Regions from separate parts of the Zea mays genome. Here region 1 is linked to region 2. Evidence: chromatin contacts called from public Hi-C data. All regions are on one chromosome and are shown on one strand. Each heading gives the region's core, a stretch centred on a gene start, on an enhancer-like site or on the middle of the called end of the contact. The rest is flanking DNA. Distances are from core to core; before and after follow the strand shown. Region 1 has its middle 130 kb from the start of LOC103646939. Region 2 has its middle 120 kb from the start of LOC100381980.

Evidence for each region. Hi-C and Micro-C count contacts between places; a contact is called where the count stands out from the background.
Region 1: a Hi-C map of seedling shows a contact between it and region 2, with 4 times the contacts expected there. The contact joins two enhancer-like sites. A contact is called at or near these places in 2 of 25 Hi-C or Micro-C datasets (ear and seedling).

The regions. Positions count from the first base shown.
Region 1 is chr2:128,025,635-128,028,334 of Zm-B73-REFERENCE-NAM-5.0, forward strand. No RefSeq gene overlaps it. Among protein-coding and RNA genes, the nearest start is that of LOC103646939, 130 kb to the right of the region's middle. Within about 2 kb of position 1,422, at least 16 of the 20 cell types and tissues checked have an H3K27ac peak or open chromatin away from gene starts, as enhancers often do. A contact at or near this core is called in ear and seedling, where this site is marked.
Region 2 is chr2:127,737,475-127,740,174 of Zm-B73-REFERENCE-NAM-5.0, forward strand. No RefSeq gene overlaps it. Among protein-coding and RNA genes, the nearest start is that of LOC100381980, 120 kb to the left of the region's middle. Within about 2 kb of position 1,332, at least 18 of the 20 cell types and tissues checked have an H3K27ac peak or open chromatin away from gene starts, as enhancers often do. A contact at or near this core is called in ear and seedling, where this site is marked.

The DNA of each region.
Region 1 (2,700 bases), core at 172-2,671, 290 kb after region 2:
GGGCTAGAACATGTGAATTACAATAATGGCCCCATTAAAACATTTCCTCCTTTTGAAAGGAAAAAGGGAACCATAAAAGAAATGGAAAAATTACATGATTAATCATACATAGTATCGACGAAGCTTATGTGCGTTCCATGATCTTGGAACTTCATTTCCATCCATGTCCTTCAATCTGTAAGACCCTGGTCTACCTGAAGATATGACCAGGAAGGGACCCTCCCATTTTACTTGTAACTTTCCACTGTTTCTGGGTTGGCTACCCTTCAGAGCACAAGATGACCTGGCTCGATGTTTTTTAACTTGACCTTTTTATCGTGTCGTTTAACTGTTTTTGCTTGGTATTCATTGATGTGATCGATTGCTTGCAGTCTGATCCCTTCTATGGTATCTTTTGAAATTTTCTAGCTATCTTTATCATCGGTTGAAGCCATAGTTCACGCTGAACCTGTTTTTGCTTCTTCTGGGGTTACAGCTTCATCTCCATATAATAGTTTGAAAGAAGTGAATCCTGTGGACCTCAAGACTGAAGTATTATGATTTCATACTACTTTAACAAACTCATATGGCCATCTTCCCTTTGACAAATTGAAGATTGATCTCATTACCCCCACCAAAATGATGCTATTTTCCCTTTAAACTAAACCATTGGACTATGGATGTCTTACTGATGCAAAATGTATGTTGGTGCCCACTTGGTAATAGAAATTTTTAAAGGCTTCAGAATCAAATTGAATTCCATTGTTGACTGTTAAAATCTTTGGTACTTCGAAGCGGCAGGTGATGTTTTGCCAGAAAAATTTCTGAATTGTTGCCAAAGTTATTATGGCCAAGGGTTTAGCTTTGATCCACTTGGAGAAGTATTAGACTACTACAACAGCATGCCTTAAATTCCCTTGTGATGGTGGCAATGGGCCAAGTAAATCCATGCCTCATCTTTGTAACGACCATGTTGGCTGAATTAATTGAGTTAAAGACGAAGATTGTTTCGGTTACCTTGCGCACCGTTGGTAATTGTCACGTTTCTGGAATAATTCTACTGCGTCTGAAGCTGCCTTTGGCCAGTAGAATCCCTATCGAAAATCTTTTCCCAAGAGTGTATCGGATCCAATATGAGAACCACATATGTCAGAATGAACTTCCTTCATTAATTCTTGAGCATCGGTTCTTGATAGGCATTTTAGAAGAGGCGAGCAAACTACTTGTTTAAAAGTTCCCATTCTATTATCTTATATGGTCTTGTCCTATCCTGCATTCTCTTGTTATAGACTTCGTTATTTTCCTATGATTTTTTGTGGATTTTACCAGCTGCAGCAAAAATAACAATAGAAAACAGTGAACAATACTTGGGCCAATAGTGGCCTGCTCTGGCCCAACGACGAAGGAATTCCTGCACCCGCGCGTGAAGTCTGTGTCTGTTGCCCCATTTTTACACCTAACACCCTAGGGTTTTCCGAAAACTAGAACCAACCGACGCCCAGAGTCATAGGACTTCACAAAACACCCTTGTCTTCCATTCATTTCATCTAACACCCTAGGGTTTCCCGAAAACTAGAACCAACCGACGTACTATTCCCGAGAGTCATAGGACTTCACAAAACACCCTTATCTTCCATTCAATTCACAAATCCACATCCCCGAATCCCACCATCCCCCTCCGACGAGCCAAAGACTTGGGACAGTGGAATACAACTAGGACGCTAGTCGAGCCTATGCTAAAATATGTTCCCCACGATGGTGGCCCACTTGGACCCAAGGAACAAGCGATTTCAAGACCACCATGCCATGACCACGGTTCCAGTAACAACTGGGTCCGTTGAGAGGTATCCCGGTGAGGCCGGCACAGTAGAGCTCAAGGGGAGGGCATGGGAAGGACCAGCAAGTCACACAAACATGACCAGGGAGAGCGCAAACAGAACGGTCGACACGATGGAGTGGCTCACGGCAAAGATCAATGGCGTCGCGGCGGTGTTCCGGTCAACTCGCTACTAGAAAAACAAAACAAGCAGATCCATAAGCTTCACTGCCCTATGCAAGTACTAGAACACTAAGTTTAAAGCATAGAAGTAAACCATGCTTGGCTGACCACGGTGGAGGCGAGATGTCGATGGCGTGGTCACCGGTCAGGGCAAGGACAGCGCGCAATACACCTGGCTAGCACCCGGAGCTGGATGAGGAAGATTGGTTTGATTAGCTGGAACGATTCCAGGTGCAATCCGACGCAAACGAACAAGGCCTTAGGCATCGGAATATGGAACGCACTAGCACACGGCGAGTTCGACTAAATTCGGGGGGGAGAGAGGTAGGGCTTTACTGAACTATGTTCCTACGCCCACAGAGCAACGAGGTAGACACTGCCTGGTTTAAATGGGATCACGGCGAGGAGGACACCGGTCAACAGCTACAACAGTGTGGACATGCAGTTGCACTGCATGAGCACCACGCAAGACCCAAGCTCTAGCGAGTCACTGAATAGAAAATCAATGAGACATTGACAAAACAAGCAAATAATACAGCCCCCTGACAGTGGATAAGTTTTAGTCCCTTCTAGAGGTAAATACGTGGAACTCAAAGTTTATGTATACTGACAGCACCTTCCTAGAGGTATTTTACTCCCATTTTATTGTAGCACTAGCTCAGGATTACTTAAAGAAATTTGTTACCCTATATATGGTCTTTAATTCCTTAAAAGAATTCTGG
Region 2 (2,700 bases), core at 82-2,581:
GCAGCGATTGACGTCGTCGTCCTTCCAAAAGCACTATATGGGCTACACCGTAGTGCGCAGTCAGGACTAAAGACCGACAGCTAGTGCGACAGGTAGGGGGTGCGATGACGATTCATGACAGCTCCATGGCCATCACGTTCAGCGCTGCGATCATCTTCCACGCCGGAGAGTTTTTCCACTTCGGAACCCTCTCGTTCATCATCGATCAGAAGGTAATCCTGCACCACGTTCTGGATGCGGGAAGGGAAGCCCCAGGAGCCCGCACCATCAGCCTAGCCAGGAAGGGGTCCTCGCCAATGTCGGAGACTGACCCGACTGTGACTGTGGTCAGAACCCAACCAACCAGTGCGCGAACCACGATGATGAGTGGCGAGCCCAAAAGGCCCCGACTCATCGGCACACCGCGACGATCAGCCGTTGCGCCACCCAGGGCTAGAACTGCTCTCGTGCCCGCGCCTCGGCCGACTAAGACAGCCACCCAAGGGTGGCAGACTCTACTGTCCACTTCACCCACCCGAGAGTGGATCCGGATCGCTCCGAAGAAGGGGACGGAGGCCCAGATGCTCCCCTTATCATTGGGGAACATTTGATGACCACTCCAGCTGCTCTGCCCGCAAGGGCAGCAGTTGGATCCCAGGGGACAGCACCGCGGCCCTACTTCCTCGGTGTCCTCTTCATCCTCTAGAGGATAGAAGATGCCCCCGTCTCCGACGACAAACTGACCATGCAAGGGCAGGAACCCCCACAGCACGAGGCACACCTTCGTCGGAATCGACGTTATAACGCTTGGTGTCATCACGTGGCCAGAGAACGGGACCACACTCATCCTGTGTCCAAGGATGAGGCGTCTGAAGTGTAACACCTCAAATCTGTCAACTAAAAGCAATTCAATATTAGTTGCTAAATCTAGTAGACAGGAAATGATTTTAGAATAAAAGAAAGCAATGACATAAAGATATATATATATATAATTAACCTTTTTGATTAAATTAAAATGTAAATCAAGTGACTGTTGCATTCATTTTTGGAGCACAATTTTTGTTTGCTAATAATTTATTGATGATTTTATTTATAGTACTATTTTATTATGAAATTCAATTAATTCATATAATGGACTTTGGTAAAAAATAAATATTTAGTATTTTTAATTATAAATAATATTGCTGAATTTATTATAATTTTTGAAATATTTAAATATAATTATTTAGATGTTTCTTTAAAAAAGGAAAAACAAAACCCTAGTCGATGGCCAATTCAGCCTACTAAGGCCCAACCGACCTCTCTTCTCCTCACTTCCCCCTCTCTCCCTTACAGGTGGTCCTACCCTGGCCCCCTTCCCTCACTGACGCGCAGGCCCCAGGCCCCACGACCTCTTCCTCTTCCAGCGCCTGCACGCGTGTGGCCACGCCGCCTTGCTTCCCCGGCCACTCGACGCCTTGCCCCCTTCACCTCTCCGCCTCCACGCGCCGAAAACAGCCACCGTTTCTCTGTCCCCACCACCACGGGCTAGCGCCATTAATAGCCGCCACCGGCCTTCTCGCTCCACAGTGCCCTCTCTTCTCCCTCTATAAAAATCTTCCTCAACATCCATGGTTCCAGATCCCAGTCGGCTTGCCTCTCCCCGCGCCCCCTTCTCCTTGCTCGCGAGCTGCCGCCCGTCGTCCTCTGGTCGTCGCCAGATAGCTGCCCCGAGCCTCCCCATCGCTGGCGAGGAACGCCCGGAGCCCGACACCGTGCCCCCGACGACCAGACTCAGAGCACGCCCCGCCGACCTCCCCTAATCGTTGCTGAGCTTCTGGCCTGCTCGTCGTCTTCCCTACACAAGGACCAGTTAGGAGGTAGAAGATGACCGTGATTCATTCTAGCCCGTGATTCTGTGTAAAATTTGTTTAGATATTTTTCCAGTTCAAAACAAAGTGAAAAGAAGCCATGTGATTTTATGTGCTATCCCCTGTAGTCTATAGTTAATCGCGATCTAATTTATGTAGCCATACATACTTTTAGTTTGTATATTTTTGAGTCTTAAATCATGTGTATATTGGACGATTAATTTAATGTGTATGCGATAAGCTATTTTTATTATAGTGACCTTGCTGTCTTTCGCATTTGTATATTGTAATTTGATTATGTCATTAATAATTAATTTAAATATAGTTTGTTAGAGTAAAGGATTAAGGTATAGGTAGACCACATCTTCATAACAAAAGAATGCAAGATAACAATTTATATGTTACCTTTGCTTATAACGTAATTTTGATTTTTAGTCAAAATACACGTTTTTATATACCTATTGCTTATTCACTAAGAAATAATAGAATTTCTATTAGTGTTGAAATGATATAGCCATGATCGTGTCTACTATAGTCTAAATAGTAGTTTAATGAACTATACTGTTGGGGACTTCGACTTCCGAAGGTTCTCAAAACATGATTAACAATGTTTCCCAAGTGTAATATATGTACAGGAACCTTTGGACTCGGAATGAAGCTGTACACAATATGAAAAGCATGGTCGGGACGAAGGTTGAACCAGCTCCGAAGCTACGCACAAGAAAGCTTCGGCTCAGTAGCAGAAAAAGGAACCGACTTAAAGAGGAAAAGGCTATCTAGTCCTCGATAGATTATCCTTAAGTCAATAGTAAACATAAAGGGCATGAATGTAATTTTAGACAGGCTGCGCCCTGTGCCTATAAATAGATGA